2 separate regions of the Mus musculus genome follow, and region 1 is linked to region 2. Evidence: chromatin contacts called from public HiChIP or PLAC-seq data. All regions are on one chromosome and are shown on one strand. The core of a region is the stretch at or near the end of the contact, and the rest is flanking DNA. Distances in the headings are between cores, read along the strand shown.

The links. HiChIP or PLAC-seq counts read pairs in DNA pulled down with a chosen protein or histone mark.
Region 1: an H3K4me3 HiChIP or PLAC-seq map of pro-B cells shows a contact between it and region 2, with 5 times the contacts expected there. The contact joins two enhancer-like sites. A contact is called at or near these places in 3 of 39 promoter capture datasets (the C10 cell line and pre-B cells) and 4 of 115 datasets of contacts at active chromatin or transcription factors (large pre-B cells, memory CD8 T cells, pro-B cells and 1 more).

What each region holds. Positions count from the first base shown.
Region 1 is chr7:84,114,250-84,116,949 of GRCm38.p6, forward strand. Abhd17c (abhydrolase domain containing 17C) reads right to left here. Exons shown (of 3, transcript NM_133722.2): 2 at 2-181. Among named protein-coding and RNA genes, the nearest start is that of Cemip, 29 kb to the left of the region's middle. Within about 2 kb of position 1,417, at least 28 of the 459 cell types and tissues checked have an H3K27ac peak or open chromatin away from gene starts, as enhancers often do. A contact at or near this core is called in memory CD8 T cells and pro-B cells, where this site is marked.
Region 2 is chr7:83,658,263-83,660,962 of GRCm38.p6, forward strand. It overlaps Il16 (interleukin 16), which reads right to left. Exons shown (of 19, transcript NM_001360087.1): 12 at 2,536-2,700. Among named protein-coding and RNA genes, the nearest start is that of Stard5, 28 kb to the left of the region's middle. Within about 2 kb of position 1,264, at least 149 of the 459 cell types and tissues checked have an H3K27ac peak or open chromatin away from gene starts, as enhancers often do. A contact at or near this core is called in memory CD8 T cells and pro-B cells, where this site is marked.

The DNA of each region.
Region 1 (2,700 bases), core at 167-2,666, 460 kb after region 2:
CCTGGGGAAAGCATCAAAGCAGTATGTTTTCCTGGTATCCGGAAAAGCAACACGCAAACCAGACATCAGTGGGGAATGGAGGATGACGGCTGCACACTCGTACCGCGAGGCCAGGTCCACAGTGGGGACAGTGCCAATGCTCTGTCCATAGAGGATGATGTTCTCAGGACTCACGCCATACCTGAAGAAAGCAGAGGTAACACAGCATTAGCTAACGAGTGTGTGTAGGGGGAGCACAACGGTACTTCAAGCCTACAAAACTCCAACATGAATTAGCTTAAAACTGCTACCATCTATCTTGTATATTTTAGCATGAAGTGAACATTAATTTTATAAGATCAAACAGAGGCCTATTTCAGAATTAAATGACTACAAATCTGACTTCCACATTTGTAAAACTATGGCCATGACTTTGCCCCTGGCTACTCATGAGCTTCATGTAAGGTTTTACTCAGTCTTTACATTTCCTGATATTCCTTTTTATAATCATGTTTTTGAAGTCAAAGTAAAAGAAGATTTGGCAAACAGCTCTTCAAGTGAAAATTTAATGATATGAAAGACATTGTCATTTATCATAGAACAGTTCACTAAAAGATAGCTAATTTGAAAGCAATCACATTGTTTTTAGCCTCTTCTTGGGGCTAAATGTTTCCAAGATTTCAACTCAGCAGTGGCCTCCTGATGTGCCTCTGTAAAGGTTCCGGTTGGGTAAATACCATATGTAGAACATGACTGCACTCCCAGCCTTCTGGCAGCTCCAGCCAAGTGCAGATGTTAGTGAACAAGCAGCAGGCGTAGCTTTGCATTGAAAGGTATGCTTGCCTTTCTCCCCTCCCTGCATGTTGGTGGGAAGTGATGTCAGGTGAAGGTGTGAAAGAATGCTACACTCTCCGATGAGGTAGAATAAATCAGGAGGCAGACACAAAATACATCCCCTTATTAACCTACAAAAAATATCAATGGACAGACAGAGCTAGCTCAATGGATAAAAATGCTTATTCTCAAGGCTGAGAACTTGATTTCTATCCCTACATTGTCCTCTGACTGACACATGTGCAACATGGCAGACACAGATACACAACAGCACATGAAGATACACATGAGAGCAATGAATAATTATTTTATATCTAAAAGACTGAGGAGAATTATAGACTGACAACTTCAAGGGAGTATGCCATTTAATCATCCCTGTCATCTTGGCTGAGTCTGGAGGAAACCCTAGCATCTCTGAACACATGCAAGTCCTGCAGCAGTTCTAGCTGAAGAGGGCACTGTTCCATGGGTTGGAGTCTTGGAAGACCAGAATCTAGGCAGGCGTTAAGAGAGAATCAGCTCCCAGCTCTCTGCTCCTTCCTGACTGCAGACCCAACACTTCCTGCTCTTGCTGTCTTCAGACCGGAAGCCAACATAACCCCAGCCTTCCTCCAGGTGTCATGCTGCTCTTGTCACAGAAATGAGAAATGGAATGTGGATGACAAGACTGAATAGCAGAGTGTGTTACCTTATTGAAGGAGTATAATCTGCTACAGAAATTTAGGGAAACAATCTGGCAATCTGACATTATCTGGCCACACTAATGATACCATGGGTAAAGTGTGTAATCCCCCCCAAAATGAAATGTTACCGCATATTCTTCACTTGACAACAACATTGTTATTGTTAACTTGATGGGACACTGAAAACGAAATACTTGCAGCCCTCAAGTCAGGACAGTGATGACGGGGCAGGGCAGGTCCCCTCTGGGAAGAAGGACAGTGATGACGGGGCAGGGCAGGTCCCCTCTGGGAAGAAGGACAGTGATGACGGGGCAGGGCAGGTCCCCTCTGGGAAGAAGCCTCCCTTGCACAGGGTGCAGAGCAGCAAGGACGTGTCCTTACAGTATCCATCTTGTTGGTCATTAAGCTGGACATTTGCCAGCTTATGATTCTCTGAAACTGGAGTCTAGACAGTTGTTAGTAGTCATGTGGGTGCTGGGGACTGCACCCAGATCCTCTGGAAGAGCAGCCCGTATTCTGAAACACTGAGCCATCTCTCCAGTTTCTAAAAAGGTCAGTTTTAATGAAACATGAGACCAAGAAATAGTGACTGTAGAAAAGCTAACATCAGACAAATTGTTCAACAAAAGCAGTCTACAAAAATAATGCAGTGCTCCTTTAAAACGTAAACATACTGGGCCCTGTGAGCGAGCAGACAGACGTGGGAATTATGGTGTACTTTCAGCTTTTGGTAAAATTCAATGATTTTCCCTTTTTTCACACCTCATTCAGGCAATAGAAGGGAATTTATGGTGCTTCTTTTGGGAAACAAGTAAAGACTCAGAGCCCATTCTCTCGGAGGACACAGAAATCAAGATGCAGTTCAAGAAAAAGGGCTTGCTTTGTTTGTTTAAATGTCAAGGGGCAACACTATGTTGCAGGCCAGCAGGGAGACTCACAGAAGGAAATGGAAGGAGCTCAGGGAAAACTGAGGCAGCTGCTGCACCTAGTACCACAGAGTCAGTCAGTCAGTCAGTCAGTCAGTCAGCAGAGGAGCTGGGAAGTGTGCATGTGTGGAGAGGAGAGGTCCAAAACTCCAACACAAGAAGCAAACAAATCTTGGCACCAGGTAGAGACACACAAGTGTATCCAAAGGTTAAGCCACTTGGCATCCATCTGCTAAGTAGTTATCTGGCACCATCAGTTTGAGAAGAAGGAAGAAAAT
Region 2 (2,700 bases), core at 14-2,513:
GTTCCCTGGCTCAGCACTTGGTGAATGAGGGGAGAGGGAGGAGGTAAGGCAAGAGGATGAGAGATGGGGACTAATCAGAGAATACAAAATCATTTTCTTAAATGTGAGTGGTATTTTAAGACAGTGTGGGTGCCCACAGAGCTCCCACAGAGGCCGGATTGGGCATCAGATCCACAGGAACTGGAGTTACCGGTGATTACTAGCCTCCGTGTAAGTGCGGGAATGGAGCTTGGATCTTTTAGAAGAGCAGCCAGTGATCCTGAGTCATCTCTCCAGGTTCATGGGAAGTATCTTGAAGGTCATTTGGGTACAGGAAATTGGGTTACCTTCAGTTACATTAAATGTAACCTGTCGTACATATCTGCTTGAGAAGGGTCTTAGGACCCTAGAGAGAAAAGACTACAGACAGAAACAAGAGAAGAAGGTAGGAAAAAAGAAGGGAAGAGGGAGAAAAGGGAGAGAGAAGAAGGGTTGAAAATGGAATCACAGGCAATAAGATCCATTGAGAAAGGTCTGGGAGTGGCCAAGGCTGTTAAGAATGGTGTAGAAGGTCAACTGCTTCCTGTTTTCTGTCAGACTAGAAGCCTGTCTTTGTGATCTCTCTGCCAGCACAACAATGCTCTGTTGGTTGAGTGAATAAGTTACAGAAGGGTCTACTGGCCATGTGGGATGATGCAGAGAGGACAAAAGAGCAGCCACAGAACGGCCTTTGTGTTAGTGTGGACCATATTGCTGGTGTGAACAGGGAAGGAAGCCAAAGGCAGGGCAGATTGCTCAAGATGTGGGATGCTGAACAGAGAAATCAGAGAGAGAGATAGAGAGAGAGAGAGAGAGAGAGAGAGAGAGAGAGAGAGAGAGAGAGAGAGAGAGAGAGAGTGCACATGCTCGCACATACATGTGTTTATATTTGTCTGTGTGCTGTCTTAAATACCTTGGCTCCTTGCCTGGCCTTCCCTACAGAACACCTGCTTCCTCCCCTGGCTGTCTTACTTGGCAATGCTCCTTGCCCGACATGTGGCCCCACCCAATCAGGAAGCCAAAGAGATTCATCAAGGCACCTGTTCTCCTTTCCTGGGTCTGCAGGAGGAAAGCAAAATGTCTACCCTTTCAACATTTCCTTCTGGTTTGCCTTCTAGATTCTGCCTCAGATCCAAATGAAGTGTTTGCTGAAGGGGGAGTCAGGGAAACACATTCACAGGATACCCCGCCCTCTCTGGTTGCTAGTCAGCCCGGCACGTTCAGCTGCCTGAAAGTCTGTACTTCCTGTTTGGTAACACAGCTCCTCCTTCACTGTGTCTTCACCAAGGAACTCAAGAATTTCCTTCCCCATCCACCTCACTGAAGCTTGTCAATGGGCAGTTTGACAAATCTCCTGCTTTCTTCTAGGGGATTTCCAGAGGCCTTACTTCACCCCTAGCAGCCTTCACTGCACGCCTCAGCAACACAAACTTAAGTAAGTTCTTCTTCTGTGAAACTGGGAATCTCACCCTCAGACCCGGGGAAGGATGAACTAAAACAACGTGCGTGAACATATCTAGCATAATGCCTATGGTGGTTTGAGTAGGGACAGCCCTCATAGAGTTGTGTGTTTAAGTGCTTGGCCAATAGGCACTGGCACTAGTAGGGAGTGTGGCTTTGTTAGAGTAGTTGTGGCTTTGTTGGAGGAAGTATGTCACTGTGGAGGCGGGCTTTGAGGTCTTATATGCTCAAGCTATGCCCAGTGTGGCAGTCTCCTTCTGCCTGTAGATCAAGATGTAAAACAAAGCCCCTCCAGAACCATGTCTGCCTACCTGATGTCATGTTTTCCACAATGACAGTAATAGATTAAACCTCTGAAATTGTAAGTCCAATTAAACGTCCTTTATAAGAGTTGCCATGGTCTTGGTGGCTCTTCACAGTAATAGAAACCCTAAAACAGTGTCCTTTGTTGAAAGGGCTCAAGTTTCAGCAGCTGCCTTCCTGTCTACCTACCATCCTTTGGGTGTAAAGCTAGAGGAAGAAGCTCCAAGAGAAGTTATGGTGCTGGAGTCTTCAATATACGGAAGGGAAGATCTAAGTCTCACAACAGCCTGTAGAGGGAGCCACTCAAAAAGCCCAAAGTAGCAGCTAAGGACACCTAGACTTAGAGAGGATGGTTTCCGAGTCTCCCCACCTCCAGAAGGCAAAGTTAATTTCTCGCGAACATCTTGTACTCCCACAAGCAATCATTCTCCCTCTGCTTTAGCTATTGGGGTGACTACTTGTGGTTAGCAGAGCATCTCAGATTCCTGGACTCAGCCTCCCCACCACAAAGTAACCCTGCTGCTGATACACCAGCGCGTGAGCCATGTGACCCGCGAGTGTTACTGCCAACAGTTGGCAGGCCCGGAACTTCCGGTTTGGTTCTGCGAAGCTTCATATGTCTCTGCACAGTGAGCTTAAAGAGAGTGCTTCTCTATGCCAGAGTACAGGAAGCCTGCAGACATTTCTAATGCTCAAGGGCAGCAGCTTTGCATGTTGCAGGGGACACACGTCCCACTGAGCACACCCTCCTACCTGGCTGCAGGTGGGCAAGGTGTGCCCAGAAGGGTCTGTGACCTTCTCTTTCTCCTCCAGTTTCTTCTGAGGCTCGCTGTCATTTTTAAAGTATTTTCTGGGTGGAGGCTTGGGTTTGGAGGATGTCGGCTTTCTCACCAAAATCTCAAAAGATTTCTTCAGTCT